Linked DNA regions of Mus musculus: regions 2 and 3 are each linked to region 1. Evidence: chromatin contacts called from public ChIA-PET and promoter capture Hi-C data. All regions are on one chromosome and are shown on one strand. Each heading gives the region's core, a stretch centred on a gene start, on an enhancer-like site or on the middle of the called end of the contact. The rest is flanking DNA. Distances are from core to core; before and after follow the strand shown. Region 1 holds the start of Pam16 (presequence translocase-asssociated motor 16 homolog (S. cerevisiae)). Region 2 holds the start of Olfr15 (olfactory receptor 15). Region 3 holds the start of Zfp597 (zinc finger protein 597).

Region 1 (4,485 bases), core at 1,349-3,848:
GGACAAGCAAGAACTGTCACCTTCATCAAGGACCACCATGAGGGTGGAAGGTGGGGGCTGTGTCCTACAGAGCAGTGCCTAGTGCCTAAGTCTCCTGCAGAAGCTCTTTCAGCACTCCTGGCACTACCCTGAGCTAAGCTGGATTCCCCACACCTTAGGGCTCATCGCAGGCCCTGTTCTAACTCTCTCTCTCTCTTTTTTTTAAGATTTATTTACTATATGTAAGTACACTGTAGCTGTCGTCAGACACCCCAGAAGAGGGAACCAGATCTCATTATGAGTGGTTGTGAGCCACCATGTGGTTGCTGGGATTTGAACTCAGGACCTTCAGAAGAGCAGTTAGTGCTCTTAACTGCTGAGCCATCTCTCCAGCCCCTGTTATCAACTCTTTGAGGTTCCCAGTGATGTCTGGGTGCACAGGAGTTTGAGAACCACAGCCATCCTCTCAGCCCCCACTGTCTATCACCTTTATCAACATGATCCCCCCATCTTAGACTGTATTTCACCTCTCCTGAGCAGTATGTTGGTGACCCAAGAACCTGGCACCCCACCATCAAGAAGTAAAGCAGGAGGTTTATCCCTCAGTTTACCCCAAGTATCCTTCTAATACCCCAGTGGCAAGGTGGAAATGCAGACCACCACATTTCATTTCCCAACTGGGAAGCAATATGGCACAAAGAACCTCAACAAGGGTGGTGAGCAGGGATCCCAAAAATGATGCTTAAGTCATGGAAGTGCACTAGGAGGGCCCTAGCTTTCAGGTCTGTGTACAGTGTTCCTCCAGTGCACAGTGGCAGGCCTTACAAATAGTTACTGGTGTCCCAGCTAGACAGGAGGAAGGTGGGCACTACAATGGCATTTATGACAGTGTTTCTGGGTCCCTACTGGCCTGAACAGCACATATCTGAAAGAACATGATTGTTCATGAATCAACACTTTAATCAAGTCACTCTTAGCTCTGTTTGGTCAAAGCTACAGTCTCATACAGTCCACTCCCCAGGCAGGATTTCTGTATGCCTCCAATGCTGAGGAAAGGCTCTGGCGGGGGCCCAGTTCTTGCACAGTGCCCCACCTCTGATGCACTGCACTGACCTCCTTCCTATCTAGACACTGTCAGAGACTCAACACTGCCAAGGCATGGTGGTAGTAGTGTCCTTGGGAAGCGGAGGCAGGAGGGTTTGAGTTATAAAGCATGACAGTACCCCAACCCAAACCTGGGCCATTCCTAAGGACCTGACAAAATTAGACATAATCGGACTCCCAGGGGTAATCTTCTAGGCTCCTCTTACCTCACCTTCCAACAGTACTTTCTCATCCTCTTTTGGATGAGAAATCCATCTGGGGATGGATTTAAGGCCTTTTACCTGTGGTGGGCAAGCACTGCAACACTGAGCTATACTCTCAGCCCTATGTACTAAAGTTGCCCTGGAACTCACAAATTCCTGATCTTCCTGGCCCAGCCTTTCAAGTGCTGGGTTTACAAGTATAAGCCTTACACGAGCAGCTGAGGTAAGTTCAAGGTGGAATGTGGAGAATGCACGCTAAAGACCGAGTTCCACGAGGAACCAACAAAGGTTCTTACTAAATGGCAGCGACCTAATTACAAGGAATAATATAGTGGCAAATGTTTAGTCTCAGAACAGAACACGAACAAAGCTGGGGCCAAACTGACTCTTGTGGGAAAGATGAGCTTGGAAAAGTCAAATTCTCTGAGCTTCAAATCCCTTAAATTAAAATGGGGACGATTGAGAAGGCTTAAATGACAATCTACATAAAGCTTCAGCTCCAGACAACGCATTGTGAGCGGTTAACTACTACCTACTTTCCCATGGTCAAGGAAGATGCTCCCAGCTGGGTGAGATGGCGCACACCTTTACTGCCAGCCCTTGGGAGCCAGAGGCAGAGACAAAAGGATCTCAGTGAGTTTAAAGCCAGCTTGAGCACATAGGGCGTTCCGGGCGAGCCACACTATCTATATACATAGTGGTACTTAGTCTCAAACAAACAGATAAATAGGCTTCCCTAACCTTCCAATCACTTAGGGGCAAATCTCAAGAACCTGCGGGCAACTTTCAGGTGCCAATGGTGCCAAAACGCTCAGCCTTTCTGGTTTCAATTCTAGCAAGTCTCAGGTCTACCACTTCCTTGGATGAGCCAACTGTCAAACGCGGTTAAAAGCCAAGCGACACAACACCAATATCGCCGAGTCCTGCCACTCAGGAGCCGGCCCAGTCAACGACCGTCTCCTCCCACTGCCCACAGCGGACCGCGCACGCCGAGGCAGGGAACGCACAGGCCGGGATTGGCCGGGAGCTTTCCGCCAACCGAGCCTCGATTCCCCGGTCCGCGGTCGTCACTGCCCGGGCACCAACGACCGACCGGGCGCCACGCTACAGACTCTGCTTCCTGTGAGGAACCCGGGGGGCTCACGGCATCAGGACCAGAGCCCGCTGCTGGACTCCGATTTGACCTCCCTTCCCGAACACCCCATCCCGGGCCTCACCATGGCGGACGCTCCACTTTAGGGGGACGGGTGCCGCTTCCCGACCCAGTGGGACCAGCTCAAGGGTTGCTGGTGGGTCAGAGGTCAAGGGAGACCGGAGAGCGCGTGCGCAAGGACGCGACGCGTTTCCAGAGGCGTGACTCTCGCGGCACCGCGCATGTGGGCGGAGCCTGCCTCGGGGCCAGAGGACCAGTGGGCGGCCCCAGACTTGGTGCAGTTTGGTGGCCTTCCCTTCATTTTCCCAAAACACTTAGGAAGAAGCTATCATATGAAATAAACCAGAGTATAATAGGGTTGGATGTTAAAATCGCTAGAATATTTAAGAGAACCAGGTATTTCAAAATAGGATTTATTTCACATTGCCCCTTCTGGTGAAGCTCTTTCCTAGACGCCTGAGGAACTGTTTCTGCCCATGTTCAGTCAACTTTGTAATCTAATGCCATCTCCTCAGTGAGGGCCACCAAGTCCCCTACTACAGTGGCATGCCCAGCACGCTGTCCTGATTTCAAAGGTCTGAGGTGTCCTTTAAACATCAGATGCTTAGTTTATTCTTTTCTGATTTTTGTTTGTTTTGTTTTTTTTGAGACAGGGTTTCTCTGTGTAACTCTGGCTGTCCTGGAACTCACTCTGTAGACCAGGCTGGCCTTGAATTCATTGCATTCTGCCTGTCTCTGCCTCCTGAGTGCTGGTATCAAAAGGCGTGCGCCACCACTGCCCAGCTGCTTCTGGAATCTTTATGCCAGGTTTGGTCTCTAGTCAAGCTTCTTTGCTTGGTTTGCAAAGGCTTCTCGTCAAGTCCTCACAAGACCTTCTCTGGTCTGTGTGTCTGTGTGTTGGGACAGTTCCATCAAGACAGCCGTAATTCACACACCAAGCAGTTCCACCTTTTGGAGTGTACAGTTCAGTTTTGCCATGACCAACATCCAGATCAGACCAGTTCTTGCCCAGCAGCCACGCACGTCCCTACTTTGAAATCTACTCATCTGTACTTTGTGTCTGGGTTTCTCCTCAACAGTCCACAGACTCAGAATCGGAACAACACATGGTCTTGTGACTCCATTATCATTTCATGCTTCCTTTTTTCCCCTTAGTTCTCAATTTGTGCATCTTAACTCCTTTGGCAAATTTCTACCTCCAGAAATATTTACATTGTGATATATAACAGTACCAAAACTACAGTTATGAAGTAGCAATGAAAGTATTTTTTATGATTGGGGTTCACAACATGAGGAACTGTATCAAAGGGCTGCAGCATTAGGAAGGATGAGAGACACTGCTCTATGACATAATTCTTCTTTTTTTTTTTAACATTTATTATCATTGCTATGTCTCCTACTAGAGTAGGCACTCACAGTGAGCAGGACATTTATGCCTTTACTCCTAGCTATCAAGCACCGGGACGGCTGCCTGGCATGGGTACTCATGTATGTTTGGTGAATGGCCTTAAGTCAGATGCCTCTAGACTAGTGGTTCTCAACTCTCCTAACCCTTTAACATAGTTCCTCATGTTGTGGTGACCCCCAACTATAAAATTATTTTTGTGGCTACTATTATGGACCGTAATGTAAATATCTGTGTTTTCTAACATGTTAAGCCACCTGTGAAAGGGTCACTTGACCTCCCAAAAGGGTTTGTGACCCACAGCCTGAGAACCTCTGACCTAGACCAGTGCCCAACCTACCTCCACACTCTCCCTTCCCTGCGTACAGTGCTGACCTTCCATTTGCTTGCCATTGGGTCCTGCAGATCTTAGTTTTCACTTTAGGAACGGAAACATCTCCCCCTCAGGCCCTGACCCTGCCATGAGCCCAAGTCAGCTCCTTTTCCGTTTCCTCATTGCTTTCCTATGCACCACTGGTTCCCTAGTGTAACAGAGCTGCAGTCAGCGGAGCGCCATCTTTCCTGTATATTACAAGGAACGTGTAGCAAAGTGAAACCAGCACGAACAGGAACAGACCCAAATCTTGCTCGCTCACTCATAT
Region 2 (4,485 bases), core at 1,117-3,616, 790 kb before region 1:
CTGACTTCTTCTTCTTCTTCTTCTTCTTCTTCTTCTTCTTCTTCTTCTTCTTCTTCTTCTTCTTTTGACAGGGTTTCTCTGTGTAGCCCTGGCTGTCCTGGACTATGTAGACCAGGCTGGCCTTGAACTCAAAAATCCACCTGCCTCTCCCTCCCAAGTGCTGGGATTAAAGGCGTGCACCACCACACCCGGCTTAACTGAACTCTTGCCATCAACTGCCAAGTCCTCAGACTCTGGGTCTGGGTCCATTGTTTTCTCTTTGTTGTGTGCTTCATCCTTGGGGCTAGTTGTATCCAAGAGTAAGCCGCAGGTCTCAGAAAATATGGTAGTGTGACTGAGAAGAAATGACACCCAAAAGTTGTCCTCTAGCCTCCAGATACGTGCACACATGCACCTGCACATACACTCATATACATAAAATCCTCTTGAAGTTCTGTGTGGATTCTAGCATCAGGATTACCAATATTTTGCTATATGTGGATTAAAAAGGACAGTTTCAATCTTTAGTCAAGTGGCCCTTGACAGTTGCAATAAAAGCCCCTAAGCTCACCTACACACTTCCCTGGTTAGGCCAGTAGCTGAAGTTCCCATGGAACAGACAGGCCACAGTTCAGAGAAACGACAGAATTCTCTCCCAACTGTTGGTTTCTAGGTGACCCATGAATTATTTACTGTTTAGATCCTTTTAATTAGTAGGCAAAAGAAGAGAAAAGATCTTGGTTTTCTTATATTTAGAAATAGCAGTCTTGTGGGTAAAGTGCTTGTCACACAAGTCTGAGGACCTGAGTTCAATCCACGGCACCTACATAAAAAGGCAGCTGTGGTGGTATGAAGAAGTTAGATGTGACAGTACACCTTGTCATCCCAAGACTGGACAGGGAAAACATGTGGGGCTAACCAAGAAACCCTAGGTTACCATAAGAGACCCTGATTAAAAAAGCAAAGAGTACCACTTCTGAGGAATAACACTTAAGGCTGACTTCTGTGCACACACACACTGCCCAAGGAGATGTTAATTGGCTGTTATTGACAAGAGTGTGTTTGCTGCTTTGAGAATGTTAAGAATGATTCCTTGGTTTAGCAGTAAACACAGTAGACTTCAAATTATCAGGTATATTTTAATTTCCCTTACTATGGACACATGTAGATTGATTTAACTTCCTTACAGAAAATCCACTTATATATTTCACACATTTGACTTAAGCTTTTTTGGCATGTGTTTATTTGTTCTATATTCACCTTCTTCACTGACAAATTCATGCTTTTTGTGTATGGTGAATATTCAGTATTCTCGTTAGTTTTTTAAATTATTTTGGGTGTGTATGTTTTACCTGCGTGTATATATGTGTGCTGCATGTATGCAGTGCCCATGGAGGGCAGAAGAAAGCATCAGATCTATCAGAGTTTGAGTTGCAGACAGTTGTGAGCCTCCAGGTGGCTGCTGGGAACTGGACCTTGGTCCTCTGGAAGAGCAACCAATGCTCTCAATGGCTGAACATCTCTCCAGCTCCTACCATCTCTCTTTTTTTTTTTTTTTTTTTTGAGATCCGATAGACACATGATGATCTTTCCAGACCAGGAGTTTTAATTTGAGAAGAGAGGACTATAAAAGACAGAGAAAAGGAATTTCTTTAAAGATTATTTATTTTAAAGATTATTTATTTTGATGGTCATGGTGCCACATGGCTTTAATCTCAATACTCAGAAAACAGAGCAGGTGGGATCTCTGTTAAGGCTAGCTTGGTCTACACAGCAACTTCCAGTCTGCCTAGGGCTGTATAATGACAGACTGTCCAAAAAAAAAAAAAAAAGACTTTATTTTAAATCATGTAGGCATGAATTTTGGGTGGTATGTTCACATATGTGCAGTTGCCAGAAGTGCATGTCAGATTCCCTGGAACTGGACTTATAGGCTATTGTGAGATAAGGGCGCTGAAATCCAAAGTTGGAATCTCTGCAAGAGCATTCTGTGCTCTTAAATGTTGAGCCATCCTTTCAAGCCTGAGAAAGAAATCTATCAGTAACTTCCGGGGAGATTTTCCAAATTCACTGTGTGTTTCCCTCTTAGAGCAAAAGAAAACTTGGCTGAGGAAATTGGTGTTTTGAGAAGGTATCTGATCTAACCTGCCCCTCTGACCTGTTGCCCTAGCTGTTGTCTGTCCTCACAAGGCACTCCCTTCATCTCTGTGCTAGGTCCCTTTTGACATCCCAGCTCAACTGACAACCAGGGCTTGCATGAAAGCTCGTGGCCAGGAAGGGTGGACTGGGCTTTAGCTGCGGAGCCTGAGGTGCACTTTGGATGCAGGTTTAGCAGTAGCTGCCTCTTCCCTTGCCTGAGCAAACTTCAGTGACTGAGGCAGCCGGTGATGGAGGTGGACAGCAACAGCTCCTCTGGGAGCTTCATTCTGATGGGTGTCTCTGACCATCCCCATCTGGAGATCATCTTTTTTGCTGTCATCCTGGCCTCTTACTTGTTGACGCTGGTTGGGAACTTGACCATCATCCTGCTTTCGCGCCTTGATGCTCGGCTCCACACACCCATGTACTTCTTCCTCAGCAACCTCTCCTCTCTAGACCTTGCCTTTACTACCAGTTCAGTCCCTCAGATGCTGAAAAATTTATGGGGGCCAGACAAGACAATCAGCTATGGTGGGTGTGTAACTCAACTCTATGTTTTCCTTTGGCTGGGGGCTACTGAGTGCATACTGCTCGTGGTGATGGCATTTGATCGGTATGTGGCAGTTTGTCGGCCCCTGCACTACATGACCGTCATGAATCCTCGCCTCTGCTGGGGGCTGGCTGCTATTAGCTGGTTGGGTGGCTTAGGCAACTCCGTGATTCAGTCAACATTCACTCTCCAGCTCCCATTTTGCGGACACCGAAAAGTGGACAACTTCCTGTGTGAGGTACCCGCCATGATTAAATTGGCCTGTGGAGACACAAGTCTCAATGAGGCGGTGCTCAATGGTGTTTGTACCTTCTTCACTGTGGTCCCAGTAAGCGTCATCCTGGTCTCTTACTGCTTCATTGCTCAGGCAGTGATGAAGATCCGCTCTGTGGAGGGACGTCGAAAGGCTTTCAATACGTGTGTCTCCCACTTGGTGGTAGTGTTTCTCTTCTATGGCTCTGCGATCTATGGGTATCTGCTTCCAGCTAAGAGCAGTAATCAAAGCCAAGGAAAATTCATTTCTCTCTTCTACTCTGTGGTCACACCCATGGTGAATCCGCTCATCTATACTCTAAGAAACAAAGAAGTGAAGGGGGCCCTGGGAAGATTGCTGGGGAAAGGAAGAGGAGCCAGCTGAGGACAGCACAATCGTCTTCATTTCTTATTGCCTCTCCACCTTGCATTCTGTTTTCTTATGAGAAGTTCTGTCTTCAGTAAAGCCAATGCATATTCCTGACAATTCTACACATTTGGAAGATGGTTAGTGTTACTTGAGACATTCTTTGTTTATTTTCCAGAAATACGACTGTGGACCACAGGTAACAGGGCAGATATGTATCGTTGTAGGTCCAGAGACTATTGACCTACAACAGATCCATTTCAGTGTCCCTGACTCTGAGGTCCACATTATGTGTTATAGCATAATTCTGATGAATTTTTTTTACTTCCTAAGGAAAGAAACGTGAAGTTTCTTGTATAATTTTCTGTAATTCCATGAATTGACACCACACGTTATCAACTTCAGATGAAAATAGAATTCATCTTGGTATCTTAGCCATCCACCATCGTGTTCCGGTTCTCTGTCTCTTCTTAGTACTACATACAGGCTAACTATTCATGCTTCCCATCTCCTTCTCACCTGATTATCCTTTTCTGTATGTCTGCATCCAAATTTACCTTCTATCCAATGTGATAATTAATAAGAAAAGATAGGCAAGACCATTTGCCTTTCAATACTAGCCTAAAATGTCTCCATCTGGCTTTGTTTAAATCATTGCAGCTGACAGCCAGAGCCATCGGGTTTGCTATGAGTCAGTGGACTATGGGATATGCTATGGTTCCTTAAGCAAGTTTAGGAGGGTAGTCTGTCCATTAAGCATGTCCTCTGTTTCAAGTTTTAATCTTCCAGCACTACTGTCCCAGAAATCCAGCAACTGGTTTAGAACAAAACTTATCTCAAGAAACTTGTGTGTTGGAACAATAACACCTATATTGTATGTAGTACAAGCAATTTAAGCTTATCCCTGACTAGCTCACAAATAAATGGGACTCAGACTTTGGTTATTTTTAATCTATTTTTCTAACTGCTGGCCTGGCTACCTCCCCAGCAATGTACCCCAGATACTTGCTCTTTCTCCTGGCCATGTACTCATGGTCTATCGCCCCTCGTGGTGGCTTCCTCTTCTCTCGCGTACTTCCTCCTCTGTCCTTACCTTAGTATATACTTCAAATTTACTTATAAGCTCTTGTAAATTTTCTTCTGAGACTCCTCTCCAATTTTTATTATTTTCCTTTTCTTGTATCTTCAAGTATTTCTT
Region 3 (4,485 bases), core at 1,250-3,749, 750 kb before region 1:
AGGGGACCCTGGGTTGTTAAGTATAAACATACACACACACACATATATATACACACATACACACATACATACATACACATACACACACACATACACACACACATATATACACTACATACACACACACATATATAATATACACACAAACATACATACACACACATATATATACACATATATACACATACACACATACATACATATATACACACACATACACACACATATATATACACACACACATACACACACACACATACATACACACACATATATAATATACACACATACACTTACATACATACACACACATACACACACATATAATATACACACACATACATACACGCACACATATATATACACATACATACACATACACACACATATATAATATACATACATACATACATACACACATACATACATACATACATACACACATATATTCAAGAAGATAGAGGATAACATGAACATGGCAGAAGTGGAAAATATAAGTCATGAATTTTGAAAAATAGTTTAGATGTCTATGCAGGCATAGGGATACTGCATATGGTTACTCTTACGTTAGAAAGGCAAAATACCCCCTTAAGAGAAAATCTGTTTCTAATCTTTAGCAAATGACAAGTCTCTATGTTAATGAAGTTTTCTGAGTAAAATTAATTTGACTCCAACAATTATTTAAGGAAATTACAAGGTACTGGCACATATATGAAACCATGGTCACTATTGTTGACTGAATTTCTTTTAAGAAATCATTTCAGGGCTAGGAAGATGGCTCAGCATATAAAATGTTTACAGTGTAAGCTAAGAACAGGAATTTGGATCCCCAACACCCAGAAAAAGCCAGGTAGATGTTGTGGCCCACCTTGTTATCCTGGCACTCAGGATATGGAGACAGGGGATCCCAAGGCAAGCTAGCTAACTAGACTTCAGTAAGTAGAGTGGAGAACAAATGAGAAAGTCACCTGACATCACCACTGGCCTGCACACTAATGCATGTGCACTGGCCCTCATGCTCACACAAGGGAAAACATTATCTGACTCTGACACTTGTTCTCTCCTACAAGTTCTTGCTATAGCTATAGAAATCCACATATACATGTGATTTTGATAGATAGATAGATAGATAGATACGTATACATAATACACAATATGTGTGTGTGTGTGTGTGTCACAGATAGGTCTCAATCCACCACCAGTGTGGACAAGGCATACAATGTTCATCCTAGAACTGATGAAAGTTCCATAATGCAGGAGAAACAACTGTCTTACCTATCGAGTCCAAATTCTCAAAACTCTTCAATGGGGCTTCTCTGCTGAGGGTCTTCTGAGCAGGGTGCAGACTCACACATTCCTCTTGAGAAAAATACACATCCAGATCTTCAAATAGCAGTGGTCTCTGAAACAGAAGCACTGTTGTTAGTATAAAAAGCTAGCAGGTCAGTTGAGTGTCCTGGAAGGCTGAAAAGAGCTAAACCCCTCCGCATTCTAAGGCGAAAAGGCTTGGTGTAAAATATTCCTCCCTGGGGGAACTCTATGGCTTGAATAGGGTGGGGGAGAGAGCATAAACATAAATTTTCAAACAGTGGTGTGAGAATCAAGAAGTACACCGTGAGAACGTAGTCTTTCCTGAAAAGATAAGTGAACAATTCTTGGGGAGAGAAATTATTTCGGATTCTCTAAGAAGGGAGGGGAAGGGGGGGGGGACGACACTGGCCAGCCCAGTAAGAATCCTGAGAAATAGTTTTTAGGAGTTTCCTAACATCATTCTTTGCTAGTTTGTGTTTCTTTTTCATCAGTGATTGCTCAGCTACACACACACACACACACATCACGACCACCACCACCTAAAGCTCTAGTTCTCTCCTAAGTTTACTGTTCCTGTAAACCCATAGAGCTTTTGGTGTAAAATTCACCTGGGTTTTAATTATCATTATTCAACAGGTGTGAAGCCCAGGAATCTGCCATTTGGAGACGCATTTCAGCAAGATAACTTTGAGAAATTGTTATAGACCCCTGCTAGGGCTCTCCTCCACCTGATGATTCTGAAATGAGGAAGTCGGTAAGCCAAGAAACGTAAGACAGCTTGGTCAAAGGGCTATCTGAGGAGGCGCCTCAGGACCTGCGCGTCTAACTGCCGCCAGGTCAGGACACCTGTAGGAAAATAGCGACACAATTCACCTGCTCATCCGATGTGGGGAGCGTGGACGCCATCTGGGGAAAGGAAGGGCTCCTTAAGTCCCCACGTTTGGACAACACTTCGAGTGGAGAGTCTCCAACTCCGCTGCCAGGCCTTTCCACTTCGCCCTCAAGCTCCTTTGAGAATCTGAGCTGACGGCTTCTTTCTCCAAAACAGCTCTGAAACAGCCACACTCACCAGCCCCGGAGTACCGACAACCTCGCCCAACCCGGCAGAAGCAGCGTGAAGCCACGCCCAGCCGAGACGCGACAAAGGAGGCGGAGGCCACCACAACACTCCCACGCTCCCATGCTCCCCACGCAGTAGCTGCAGGGAAACCGCCGGAAGCGACCCCCCCCATCCATCCTGCATCCTGATTGGCCAGCGTACTCCCGAGGCGGCGGTCCCTCCTTAATGGACCAATTGAGCAGCTTCCCGAGGACCTGAATCGCACCTGGCAACTGAGAGGCTATTCCTGAGCTTCTACAAGCAGCCGTTTCCGGTTCCTCTGGCTGGGTCTCGGTGGTGAGTGCCCCGCCTGTTGATATGTTCAGTCGGAGCAGTAGAATGGTCCCTGAGGGACACGGTGATTCCGAAAGCAGAGACCGGACCACTCTGGAGTCGATCACGGATGGCGGGAACACACAGACGCTGGGGGGGCCGGAGCTTTCGGTAGGAGGGGGTGAGGTGAATGAGAGGCCCCGAGATCCAGGCTTAGCTTGGGCCCAAGCCCAGTCTCAGATGGATTGTGGGGCTACGGTGTGTAAGAGGTTATCTTTGTGCAATCACAAATTCAGGTCAGGTTAGCCTTGTTGCTCGTGTCCGTTCCCGAAGTATTCTAGGGACATGAACCATTGTACCCGACAGGTGTAGTCCAACCAAATGATTGGGGCCCATAGCGGACATCGAGCGGGAATAGACCGCGGATTTCCTTCGCAGGATGTCTGGACCTGCCCTAGTGGCAAATGTTCTTGTAACCAACATTGAGCAGCGAATTGAAGATTCAAAATCATAAAGTCGAGCTCTTTCTAGAACTGTCACTAATTAGATGATCGTGCCAATTTTCCCCCCTTTGGTACTGAGGGTGAAACTACGGTTTCACGCATAGTAGACTTTCTACCACTGAGCTCAGACCCCTATCCTTGTTTTAAACTTTATTTTGAAATGAGGTTGACCCAAGCTAACTCTGAAATCACTGTATAGCCCCAGTAGACCTGCAATTAAGGTCTTGCCTCAGTACCCCTTAGTAGCTAGATCCAAACCCACATCTGGACACCTTTTAACTTTGCTTTCCTCAGCTGCAAAGAGCCCATAGTGCCTCTCTTTGATAATACAGAGGGCAATTTAAACTATTATAAGATGTTAAGTGAAAAGATTCGCCAGATTATGAGAAAGAGTTTGGGGGTCAACAAACAAGATTAGTACCTTGAAAATTCCAAATAAACCCCAGGTCTCTTGTCTCTTTCGTTAGAGATGGAGTCTTACTCTATGCCCTTGGCTGCTCAGAACTTGCTCTGTAGACCAGCCTGGCCTCCAACATCGAACACATCCATTTGCTTCTGCCACCCAAGTGCTGGGATTAGAGATGAGGCCACCCCACCCAGTGCCAACATAATCTGTTATGCTAATGTCAGGTTACTCAGGGATTGGCTGCATGGTTATTAAAACATTTGAGGTGAAGAGTAGTGGGATTTGACAGAATGTCAGGATAGTTTCAACTGCCAACAACAGAATCTAACGAAACAATTAAAGCAGTTGTGTTCATTCTGGGGCTCAGTGGCAGCATACAGGCCCGTGTTTCCTATTAAATATGTTGATAATGCCAATGGAACACAGCTACTGCATGCTAACTTTTTTTGTTTAATGGACCCATCCCAAGTTTTTCAAGAATAAAGATTCATTAGGGTTTGGCCTATCAATGCAAGTGCTCTGTCACTGGGAGAAGAGTCTGACACACTCTAGCCATCTAACTACAAAGTAAAAACTCTGGGTAAAGGAAAAATGCAAGTAGAAAGTCAGTAACATTCTCACAAGGACAAGCTATCCATTATTATCTAAATTGTCTGGGAATGATCACTAAAGACCCCAGGGTAAAAAACCCAAATGCTTCACTGACAGATGAAAAAATGAGAACAAACTTCCCTACAGACCTAGACCACTTCAAAATACTGAAGAAGAGTGGTATGTAATCCTACAGCAAAGGCATGTTCATCTCATCTTGATACAACTCATGATCATCTTTCTCTTGTTTTGTGCTTGCCATTTTTTTTCATAGATGTCTCATTTGAACTAAGAATCTTCTG

What was found. Promoter capture Hi-C pulls out the DNA fragments that hold promoters and counts their contacts. ChIA-PET counts read pairs in DNA pulled down with a chosen protein or histone mark.
Region 2: a promoter capture Hi-C map of stem cell-derived epiblast-like cells shows a contact between it and region 1, with 2.6 times the contacts expected there. The contact joins the promoter of Olfr15 here to the promoter of Pam16 in region 1. A contact is called at or near these places in 1 of 39 promoter capture datasets (stem cell-derived epiblast-like cells) and 1 of 115 datasets of contacts at active chromatin or transcription factors (embryonic stem cells).
Region 3: an RNA polymerase II ChIA-PET map of memory CD8 T cells shows a contact between it and region 1, with 7 read pairs. The contact joins the promoter of Zfp597 here to the promoter of Pam16 in region 1. A contact is called at or near these places in 2 of 39 promoter capture datasets (cranial neural crest and frontonasal cranial neural crest) and 1 of 115 datasets of contacts at active chromatin or transcription factors (memory CD8 T cells).

The regions. Positions count from the first base shown.
Region 1 is chr16:4,622,348-4,626,832 of GRCm38.p6, forward strand. It overlaps Pam16 (presequence translocase-asssociated motor 16 homolog (S. cerevisiae)), which reads right to left and starts at 2,599. Exons shown (of 5, transcript NM_025571.1): 1 at 2,504-2,599. The coding sequence starts at 2,506. It also overlaps a transcript of Glis2 not described here.
Region 2 is chr16:3,836,609-3,841,093 of GRCm38.p6, forward strand. It overlaps Olfr15 (olfactory receptor 15), which reads left to right and starts at 2,367. Exons shown (of 1, transcript NM_008762.2): 1 at 2,367-3,305. The coding sequence starts at 2,367. The coding sequence ends at 3,305.
Region 3 is chr16:3,869,875-3,874,359 of GRCm38.p6, forward strand. Zfp597 (zinc finger protein 597) reads right to left here and starts at 2,500. Exons shown (of 3, transcript NM_001033159.2): 1 at 2,185-2,500; 2 at 1,276-1,402. The coding sequence starts at 2,217. It also overlaps a transcript of Zfp174 not described here and a transcript of Naa60 not described here.